2 separate regions of the Danio rerio genome follow, and region 1 is linked to region 2. A link is a contact called in public HiChIP or PLAC-seq data. All regions are on one chromosome and are shown on one strand. The core of a region is the stretch at or near the end of the contact, and the rest is flanking DNA. Distances in the headings are between cores, read along the strand shown.

Evidence for each region. HiChIP or PLAC-seq counts read pairs in DNA pulled down with a chosen protein or histone mark.
Region 1: an H3K4me3 HiChIP or PLAC-seq map of pancreas shows a contact between it and region 2, with 5 times the contacts expected there. The contact joins the promoter of mdm2 here to the promoter of ndufb2 in region 2. A contact is called at or near these places in 1 of 18 Hi-C or Micro-C datasets (hematopoietic stem cells) and 1 of 4 datasets of contacts at active chromatin or transcription factors (pancreas).

Annotation. Positions count from the first base shown.
Region 1 is chr4:23,724,051-23,729,891 of GRCz12tu, forward strand. It overlaps mdm2 (MDM2 proto-oncogene), which reads left to right and starts at 3,137. Exons shown (of 11, transcript NM_131364.3): 1 at 3,137-3,174; 2 at 4,671-4,742; 3 at 4,827-4,901. The coding sequence starts at 4,683.
Region 2 is chr4:23,078,079-23,084,252 of GRCz12tu, forward strand. ndufb2 (NADH:ubiquinone oxidoreductase subunit B2) reads left to right here and starts at 1,863. Exons shown (of 4, transcript NM_200791.2): 1 at 1,863-2,068; 2 at 3,857-3,989; 3 at 4,070-4,159; 4 at 4,244-4,615. The coding sequence starts at 1,983. The coding sequence ends at 4,144. It overlaps kmt2e (lysine (K)-specific methyltransferase 2E), which reads right to left and starts at 3,986. Exons shown (of 22, transcript XM_073947193.1): 1 at 3,828-3,986. It also overlaps a transcript of kdm7aa not described here.

The DNA.
Region 1 (5,841 bases), core at 1,887-4,386, 650 kb after region 2:
CTAATTAACAATTTATGCGATGAACAAAAGTAAATACTTATTAAGGGTATTGTATCATTTTCCACAATAGTATGAAGCAGCATTACGGTTTTCAACACTTATAATAACAACAATAAACGTTTCTTAAAGGAGCACTCCACTCATTTGAAAATATGCAAATTTTACACTTCCCCTAGAGTTAAACGAGCCTATAGACCACTTTGTGGAATGTAAACAAAAACATAAAATACATTTTTAATTTCCATAGCTTCCAATAATGCAAAATTCATTCATTTTCTTTTGGTTTTAGTACACAGAATTACTACAAAAATGTCAAGCTTTAAATAGGAAAATTTGCAAAACCTTTTAGTCATTTTTTTTTGCGTGAGATGCTAATGGTCTAATCTGAATTAATGATCTATGTTAAGCTAAGCTAAAAGTTCTCCCCGGAGATAGAATATGTACATTCAAAAATGTTAAAACTCCACAGTTTAACTCAAGGGATCTTGTAAAATTAAAATATTATCAGAAAAAAAGAGGAGTGTTCCTTAAAGCACCAGATCATTAAGATTTCTGAAGGATCATCTGACACAAAGCACTGTATTAATGATGCGGAAAATTCTGCTTTAAATGACAGGAATATTTTTTTTAATAATTTTAAACCACATTCAATAAAATGATAAAAGAGTTTTAAATTAAGTCAGTAAATGCAGCCTTGGTGAGCAGAATAGACTTCTTTTAAAACATTTAAAACCTTATCGATCCCAAATCCTTTTAATGGTAGTGTAGACTGTAAGGAAGTTGAAGCCAGAGGCTGAGGACTGTCAATAGCATTTCAATCTTTGTAAGATATTACTTTTTAATCCAAGTGTTCAATATTTGCAAATAAAAATGCAAAATAAAATGCATTTTCTTTTGTAAATATTATTTAATGATGTATTTTTCTGTCTATAATCTATTGTCTGTACAACAATAAAACATTTTATAAGAACCAACAGTACTCTTTAAGTATTTTTTTTTTTTCCAAGACTTGAATTTGATCTCATATTGAGTCTAGTCAGGACTTTTAGGACAAGGGTCGCTGCCTACTTGGCAAAAATGTTTCAGTCTTTACTATCTGTGAAATGGAATGTCAATCTTTTGTTCAGTTAATGAATCTCTCTCTCTCTTTCTCGCTCTCTTTGGCAATGCACATTTTAAGCATCACTCGCATTCCAAAGTCCTGTCTTCAGTCCCAAGCCTACATATTCACCATCCTTTTGCGTGGATCTTGGACTTTTCAAGGGGTTTCTCAAGGATGTGATAACTAAAAAAACTATGACCTTAAAAGGATGTTTCATCAAGAAATTACATATTCTGTGAAACTTGAAGAACACATCTTCTCAGACAATAAGAGAGTAAATACAGTTCTAAAAAAATTCTAAATATTAAAGTATAATAATGTCTACACTAGCACTAAACTGTATAAATATATATATATATATATATATATATATATATATATATATATATATATATATATATATTTAAAACAAAACATGCATGTTGATAGAACTTTTATTTTTATGCTATTGAATCTTTTGTGCTCACCAACGTTATTTAATCAATAATAAGAACAGAAATATTGTGAAATATTGCACTTTATGATAACTTTTCTACTTTCAAAACGCATTCATGCCTGTTTAGCTGTCATTTCTGCAGTCTTCAATGTGAAATAATCCTTCTGAGTCATGCTGATTTAGCAAATAATTTAGCAATTTTGAAACAATTTAGCAATTTTTAAAACCCTTTAAAGTCTTAGGACAATTTAAAAAAACTTGTTTGATCCACTTTAAAAGTTGACTGTTTGTATAAATGTTTTTAGCAATAATGCAATTAAAAAAACTAAACTTTTACTTATAAATGAATGAAACAATGTTATTATTTGTTTATATCTTTATAAATTTCATTTGTGTTCTTGTTTCATTGGATACAATGTCCAAATTCTGATAGTAACTTTAATTTCTGTCTTCATCCTTACTTACTTACTTACATTATTAAACTAATTCCTTTTCTTATTACTCCAGTGGTCCATTAAATTTTCTCATTAATACAGACATACAAGCCCAAACATGTTGAGCGTAGAGGAACATGTTGTACTAAAGTCATCTATGAGTCACTCTCACTCTACCCTGGCCCTAAAGACCTGATCCTGTCACAGGAACTGTGCAAGACATGCTTTTGTCCTCTTCATAAAGCAGTGATTTCACTCAGCAAACAGTATAGTATAGCAAGTTTCTAAGTAGTTAGCTTGGCAAGCAAATGTGTCAACTCAATAGTGTACAAGGGTCATGTCATGACAGCATCTGAGCAGTCCAGGAGAAATGTGATCATCGTTACTCATTAAGAATTCAAACCAACTGATTAAAATGATCAGTCATTTTTTTTTTTACTAATAACAATTTTAATTAAAAAAAAACTACACTGATCACAAGTTAAAATTTTAAAAAATTGTATACATTTTGATTATTTTATATAACAATGCTGTATTTAGTTTTTTGTATAATCAACAGTCAAATTTTCATATGTTAAATGCATTACTTAATATGAATAAAAACGATTTAAATATACATTTTTATTGGTACTGAAAGCAATTTTTATTTTAAGCTTTTCAATTCCGTAAATTACTGCTTACATTTCTTCCTAATTTCAACTTCGTTTAGAACATTTATTCTGCATGAAATAACAAAAAGATGACACGTTTTTTAAGACAACACAAACTTCTGAAGGGTTAAGAAAGCGATATTTGGTGTAATAACCCTGCTTTTCAATCACAACAAAATAAATCATTTGTTATTCAGACCAACCTTAAAATGCTGAACCCAGTTGCCAAAACTCATCAAGATTCATGATGTATATTGAGTCTAAATAAGTAACCAAACAACCTTTTAAAACCACAAACTGAAATTAAATCCTACAATATGCGAAAATATAAACAGTAATAATAACTATACCTGTGCTTCACTTGAACTAAAACTGAAAAACAGTAAAACAGCAAATGCAGCCAGTGTAAATATTACCCAACTCGCCGTCCTCTACTTGCTATGTATTGTTTACACCCCGCGCTTCTCGCACGTGCTGGAAGTGAACAATTTGAAATGTGCGTTGGTCCAGTAGAGGGAGCAAACGGTCGATTCGCGAAACGGTCACCAGCAGGTAGGACAACATAAACACTTTCAGTTTAGACATTTCGCCCTTTCTCTTTTATTAACTGCATTTATAACAGTGCAAATATAATTAAAACACTGCTAGGCGTTGTAGCGTGTGCATTTTGCTCAGTTTGAGGCTTTAATTTCGGTTTAGCGGGCTGAAATAAATCACCTCAGTTAGCCTTACGCTAGAGCTCAAAGCGAGGCCTACTGAAGCCTCGGGCTTTCCTGAGCGCCCACTGCGGGAAACAGACACTCGGGAGAGCTCGCGTTTGTTGCGTTGCTACGATCAACACAGCTTCGTTAATGTCGCCCAGATGCGCAGTACACGTATTATGCAGGACGTGTTTAATCTTATTTAAGTAAAACGATTCTGACTTAACGTTATCTGTTAAGAAATCCACAGAAGTATTACGTAAACTCAGCACACTAACAGCTTGTGACACTTGTTTTGCAACCAGAAAAAACAGTATTTGTCATTATTATCTGTTATTTGTCAATATTTACTGTTTGCCTTACTGAAATCCGACGTAATAAACAACTAGTATTTGTGTGTCACTAACCTAGTCATAGACATATTAACGTTACAACTTTGTACATCAGTACGTTAGCAGTGTAACTTGTAAATTAACGTTAGCTTCGCAAGGTATAACGTTACTGTGCCATTATTAATGAAGAACATGACGATAAACAACACCAACAAGGGCGAGAAAGAGAAAACAATCGAGCATGTTTATACATAATATTTACATGCAAATAAATGTTCACGTTACCTCTAGTTTTTTTTTCATAATTTAACGTATGTGCAGCTAATTTAATGATATCCCATACATGTAGATGGTCGACATAAATCCCGAAGACAAACTTGAGTTCGTTTTGTTTATGTGTGTACTGTTTGCATTTCGGATAAACAAACACGGCGTGCAAGTTATTCAAAACACTCGACTGTCATCCGTATTGTCGTAGCACTTAGCAATGATGAATTCTGATTTTTTTATTTATATATTTGATGCGCTTGTAATCCACGGAGGTCATCGCATTGGTCCAAACACCCCGTTATTTCACCTGTTACTGAGCCGATAAGCCTCATGTGCTTATCCAGAAATGGGCGGGTGCAGCGAGTCCGGGACATGCCCGGACATGAACGCAGACAGACGGACAGCTCAGCAAAGATAGTCTGCTACCGCTAGGCGTCGGAAATACAGTCACGCTTTGACTTGTCATGCCCAAACCCGCCCAGGACATGATGATCACCTCGGTGGATTCTAGCCCTGACATGCCTCTCTGCGCCTATTTAAACCATAGACCGGCTCTTCACCGGCTCCTACTCATCACCAACCCAGAGCTCAAGCACTTTATGTACAGATAGTAAAGTATATGTTTTAGCAAGAATACTCAATTTACCTCTTTTTGCACAGGTAATGTTGATGTGGAGGTCTGCATCTGTGTTGAATTGTTGACTGTTTGCATCTTCTAACTCTGTTTGTTTATTTTTTTTTACAGATAACTACCAAAATGGCAACAGAGAGTTGTTTAAGCAGTTCTCAGATCAGCAAGGTTGACAACGAGAAACTGGTAATGTAGCCTCAAAATGACTTTGTATTTTAATATAGTTTTTGTGTCTTGATATGAATGAGTTATTTATGGTAACTTCCTTAGGTAAGACCAAAGGTGCAATTGAAAAGCCTGTTAGAGGATGCAGGTGCAGATAAAGATGTTTTCACCATGAAGGAGGTAAATAGACTTGATGGGAGATTTAAGTACATTTAATTTCATATTCACTATAATTTAGAGATTTTAAGCTGGAAAGATTGTCATTAGAGTTTTGGTTAAAAATTAAAATCAGTTGGTGTTATTGTATTAAAAGTGCATTAAAATAGTAAAACTATGTTATAGTTTTATTAAATATGATCAGAATTTAAAATAATAATTTTCTATTTTCATATATTTTCAAGTAGTTTTTATCTTTGATGGCGAAGGTCACTTTTCAGCTGCTTTTATGCCATGTCTTTAATGTCACGTGAGCCGCAGAAACTTTTGATATGCTAGTTACTTCAATAATCATTTCCTATTATTATTATTATAATCAATGTTAAAAACAGTTGTGCTGCTTATTATTTTTGTATTGTGTAAACATCTATAAACATTTCACAGGATTTATTTGAAAAATAAATATTTAATATCATTATAAATGCTTTTATTTTTAGTATTAACTTTTACTTTCACATTTTAATATTTGAAAACAATCCAACAAAAATCTTGCAGTCCCTAAACTTTTGAACAGGAGTACAACTATCATGCTATATTACTTCTTATTAAAATTATGCCACTTGTGGTAATATTTGTATAAAATAAATTATTTATGTATTTATCTATATGACAACTATTCAAGAGTTTGTTGGTCCATATGACTGCGGTCATATGGCAGTAGTGTTTGATGTTGTTGACTATAAATAACCCTTCTCCAATTTCACATGTTGCTGCATATTTATGTGTACAGTTAAACAAATGTAAATTTACAAGGGCATGAGGGTGGTTAATTATATTTGGCTATTGCTTTTGTTCAGTGTGGCACTTGATTTGTTTTGTTTCCCTTGCTGTGATATAGGGTTAGGGATTTAAACAATCCCCTAAACTCAAATATTAAGCATCACCTTGTATTGCACATTTCAAT
Region 2 (6,174 bases), core at 613-3,112:
TGATTAGTAAATGGCGTATTGGAGCATTTTCTGGAGCACGCACTGCTATTTGAGCTGTTGTTGTTTATTGGATTCCCAAGAAGGTTAACCACAACTTTGTCTGTCTATTGAGTTTACGGCAAACTTTGTAGGCTACTACTAACATTATTTTAGCCTGCTACTGCTTTTGTCCATTACAACATCTACAGTCTAGTGCCTAAACTTTTTCTTATAAAGGGTCAAAAACAAAACTTGATTGGGGCTAGTGGACCAGAGGTGAATATACAGTAGTTGCCGTGGGTAATACCTAATATTTTTAATAATATTTAAAATAACTAGAAAACATTGCTTTATAGTAACTAATAAGCAATTTTACATTTAACAATGAACTTTACAGCATTACAGAAAAAACAAAAACAATCTCATTTATAACAATGTTGTTACACTTGTGTTTGCCTTCTGCTTAGTCATCTACCCTTTGAGTGACATCATGTACATTTTTAAAAATCAGATTCATTTACAAAATGAAACATGCTTTTTTTCATAGCTCAGCAATACAACAGAAACAAAATAAGGATAGGTGACGCATCAAATTATAAATTACCATCTTTGTTAAAGGCATTCGCCCCAATTCTTTCCATCATTCTCATTTTTTTTTTCTCAAATGGGATGGTGAGCTAAATCAAAGGTTACAATGGGCCAACCTTACTTAAAATAGTTGTTGAAAAACTATAATGACAAATAGTTTGGTGAATAGGTAATGTGACTGTTGCATTGGCACTAGGGTCCCAAAAGTTGATGTATGGAGGATGTATAGTCTGAAATTAAATATTTCTGAAAATTTTGGAAAATATGTATGTATCTGGTTGCTTTTTGAGCCAATAAAACATTTTATATGTAATTGCAACTTGTGTGTTCAGAGTTTCTTCACTTGCATAAAATCAAAACTATATCAATAGTAAACAGTGTTGGGAGTAATGCATTGCAAGTAATCCGAGTTACGCAATAATATTACTTTTCTAAGTAACAAGTACAGTAACGCATAACTTTAAAAATAAGTAATAATGTTTGAGTTACTGTTTAGTTTAATTCGCTTTAAAAACGAATTGCTGAATTAAAATGAAAGTAGTCATATTGAATCATGCAGTCAATGACAGAATGCAATCAATAATTTTAAGGCTTTGAAGAAAAGGAAGTGGGGATTATAGTTTCAAAGGACAGAGATTTCACAAAAGACAGTACAAAAGAAGCAAACACATTGCTGTAAACTTTCAATAATCTATATATGTCATGTAGAGCTCTGGAGCCAGGAAGTTCTGAGATAACACTATCTAGTTCGTTTTTTAATAGGTAAATGTATGTAGGTTATACAACACAACGTTATTTTGTAATGCTCCTCTATTAAAAAAAAAACAAGATGTAAAAGAGATCAAGCCTCAGCCAGGTAATAAGTTACTTAAAAAAAATGTTACGTTACTTTTTTGGGGAGTAACTCAATATTGTAATGCATTACTTTTAAAAGTAACTTTTTGTAACTCCAACACTAATAATAAATTGAGGGTCTTGTGATAATAAAACATTTGCCAAGAGAAGCCTGATTCTAACAGGATGCAAGAGAAACATACAACAGTAGCCTACTTAATGAAATGTTCAATAAACCAGTAGAGCCAATAAATAACTGATCCAACGTAGTACATTTATTCGAATTACAGATTTAAAAAAGTTTGAATCATAATTTATAGTCATTTGATTAAATAACAAATGTATCGATCCATTTATGCATGAATATCATATTCCATACTTGTTCGACCTTTTCTCAGTGGATATTTGGCGCCCTCTGCCGAATATGCAGCGCATAGCATAAAACGGCAATTTTTAAACGACCAATCACAGCTCTCGGTATTGCCAAGTCAAAGAAACAGCCGCTGTAAAGGTGACATTTAGCTCTCTAGTCACCCAGCTTAATCCGACCCAAATTAGGAGTAAAACACTTAGATTTGAGCATGTCTTCGGTTTGGAGGACGGCGGGTGTCCTCCGGGCGGGCCTGCAGCAGTTCAGACGCGGACCTCAGCAGATGACCGTCAGAAAGTGAGTGTTTATCACTGGCAGGCTAACTAGCTAACTGTGCTGCTTCAGCCTGTTTTGGGCTTAAATACCGCTCAAGACAGTCGTTAACGACGTCAACCTTTAATGCAAGGTTAAAATTTAAGGTTTAGTTTTTAGTGATAACTGGAAACAAATTAAGCATGGCAGGTTTTCGAAGTATCGTGATTAATTAATTAACGTTAATCCTCTCAAGTTAGGGCCTTAAAAGGTCTTCAACTCATGTATTTTGTTAACGTTAAGTTAGTATTTTACAATGAAGCAAAGTAAACATCCTAAAATCTAAGTCAATTTAATTTATGAAAAGATACCAAATTAAGTCCTGTTTTTGTTTTGTTTTTTGAGAAATTTAAAAGCATTTATTTGGATAAGACTAATCTGTCAGTGGGTTCATGTATAAACAAATACATTATGTAGTTTGAATAAAGTTTTTAGAGCACACTGGCACACATTTTAATCATAAAATGCCTCATTTTTACAAAACATTTGCTCTCTCCTTTTGTTTTCAAGCAAATATTTCAGGGTTTAAACATGGAAAACAAGACCTTTCAACTAAAACCCAATCTGTGTGTACTAGGGCTGCACAATACATCGTTTCAGCTTCAATATCCCAATGTGATCGTTCCCAATAGTCACATCGCAGGATATCAAATGATATGCAACATTTCCATGTGTTTTTGAGGCCTGTGACTGTATAATGTATATTTTAAATACTTTGTCATAAGAATTTGTACAGTTTGTACCTTTAATAAGGATTAACTTTAATTTTATTCAATTACTGTACCTAAATATTGCTATACAAAAAATTGAAAATAAAGTGTATTTTAATTGTTTCTTTTTCTTTCCTAAATTTATTTGTTTGTAGATTCATAATATTTTATTTATGACCACCCCCAATCAATCTGAAATGTTCAATTCCTTCCAAATAGAGATTCATTTCGCAATATATAATCATAGAATAACAAAATATTGCAATGTTACATTTTTCCAATATAGTGCAGCCCTAGTGTGCACAATGTTCAGTAAAAGCTGGTTTAAGTGTCTAACATTTCCAGCAGATTTAGTATGTCTTGCTAAAATATCTACTCTTTATTTTTGTTTATTTAGGTAGAAATTCTCTCTTTATTCATAAATAAATCATAAAGTTGCAATGCTGAAAGACTTGCATTCATTTTCTTTTTGGGTTAGTTACTTTATTAATTAGTGGTGGCCACAGCGGAATGAACCACCAAATTATTAAGCAAATGTTTTTCGCAGCGGATACACTTCCAGCCACAACCTAACACTGGGAAACTGAAAGACTTACATTTTCATAATAAATGGTATTTTGATGAATTTTGAAATTTGCATTGCAAACTGATGCTGTCAAAAACATGGTCATACAAGGTCAAAACAATACTTTGTATAGTGAACTTGTATTGTAAGAGTTAAATAACCTATTAAAAATAAACCGTATTTAAATAATAAATGTAACATTCCTGCACAAATAGTTGTATTTGTAAAAGGCATTTACAAAGCATTGTAATTTATATTTTTTATTTTGGGGATTTTCTGGATTGTTAAAATAAATATTTTAAGTTAACTTTAATTTTATTTTTAAATCTGATTAATATTTTTTTTTGAATATCTAAAATTCAATCAATGGTACATACATGTAGCCTTATAGCACAATTTGCAAATACACATAAAAATACATATATTTACACACATGTACATACACATAACTTAAACATCTTGTACTTACTGGCAATCCTTCTGTGTGTTTTGTTTTAGTTCAGGAGGTGTGCAACATTACAGGCAGCCTCCACCGATCGCCAAGAACCAGATATTTAATGCCAACCTCTTAGGCGGTTTCATGTGGTTCTGGATCCTATGGCACACCTGGCACACACCAGACGCCATTCTGGTGAGGAGAAACATCATCACAAACCAATCAAATAAAAGCCATTTCATAATCACCAGCCACTCAACTAATGTTTTCTTTAGGGTCACTTCCCCTGGCCGGATGCTTCAGCCTGGACTGATGAGGAGCTTGGGATCCCACCTGATGATGAAGAGTAGATTCAACACCTCATTGTACATATAAATATATATTTACATCATTTACCTGGTGTAAATTCCTCACAGCATGACTGATGCTTCTTCTCTTCGCATTTGCAGACACAATCACACCTTTTTCTGTCGAGGAAACTGAAAGTTCCTGTTATACATATGGACTTATTATCAAGTCTGATTATAAAAGTTGCATTATAAAATAAAACAATGAAGAAAAAAAAACTCCAGGCTCTTGAATTTGCAAGTAGAACAGTGTTTTATCACTTAACATCTGGGGAAAAAGGAGGAAAAACAGTGTGATCTACAAAACATTTCCCTCATGTTTCATATATACATTGCATCCAAAACATCAGAAGAGGAACAGAACACAGCATGGGGGGAAATAAACACAGTGAACTTTATACCACAGTCCATAATGGAAATGAATGCTCGAGCTTAATAAATACTGTACAATGAATGTGTCAAAGCAAAAAAAAACCTGTCTGATCAACTAGTCCATTTATGTTGAGGAGAACAAGTGGGAACATTTTTCATCATAAAACTCAAAACTGTAACAAAGCCTGAGTTTCAGCATCCATCTCGAGTCCTGTGGATCCAAAATAGTGCATATCTGCTTACTGAACCAACAGACCTTTTAAACAACAGTCAAGAATACTTGTTTGGGTCTCACAAATGTTGTATAATTTACATTGTTCTGAATCTGCGATTTAAATTCAGCAGACTGCCCAAAAAAAAAAAAAAAAAAAAAAAAAAAGAAATTAAATGGGAAATATATACATTTGTTGGCAAATCCGTACAAAACGAGACTGAACGACAGTGCTGGTGAATTCAAAGATGTCACCCGTTCGATGTTCCCTGAGAAAACGTTTCATAGCCTCTCTTAGAATTTCACAAACAAGCACCAATTTTTTTTCTGTTTGTTTTGTTCCCACTGAAATGTTTTATCCCGTTTCAACAAGTTTTTAAGACAAAAACAAAAAAAAGCAACATTATTCAAAGTCATTCTGCACTAACATTTTGTTTTCGAGGTAAATTTAACATTAATGTCTTTTTTAAGTAGCATTAAACTACAAAAATCCATAAAGCTGAACCTAAACAAAAGCTCAATCCTCTTGTATTGGTAACATTCAAAATTAAACTCCTATTTACAGAACTATTCAATGCAATGGAGAAAAACAAACTCAAGAAACTCAGAATGCAATATGAATTCTTATAGCTTTGAAATTAATAAATAAGTCAAGCAAGTCAACAAAAATATCTCAGAGGATAAATTATGCAGAATGAGCTGAAAATCATTGTCAATCACGTGACAAACTACATCACATATACAGTATATCTGAGCAGCAGCGGCACTTCAGGATGCAGGAGCTCTCTCTTTTGGGCTCAAGTACAATAGAGAATTTTCACAGTGTCAGGAGGATTTCAGGTTTCCAGTACTAATTGTAATATGAACTTAACCACTAATAATAATAATAATAATATTACAGAAATTTGTACTAATGTGTCAATCAAATGCACTTGAAACACAATAGACTTTCATTGCAAGCAGATTTTCCTCAATTTTATTAAAAAAACAAAAAAGGAATATTTGTTCAAATCACCAATAAAAGAGAGGAAAATCGTGTAATTATATATTTAGTAGTATCAATTTTCAGTGTAAAAAGAATATTCCAGGTTTCCATGAACTTTCTGGATTAAATAAATGATAACTTTTGATAAAATAAACCTTTAAACACCAATCAAACAGCATTTTTTTTTTACAAACTGAGGTATAGTTAAATTTACTATAGCTTTTTTCCTCATTATTATTCTCTCCAGAGATTAAAGATAGGGAAAATGCTGAATAAAGGAAATTTATGTTGTATTTTATCAGTTTTCCACAAACGTTTGGGATATTTCTTAACCGAAAGTGTTGCAGCTCCAACAAAAGGACTGCTAGTATGTGTGTGTATGTATATATATATAGACACACAACATATTTAAAATCGTCAATTTAAACCAAAAAAAGGCAAACAAAAATGTACAAACTTATGAGA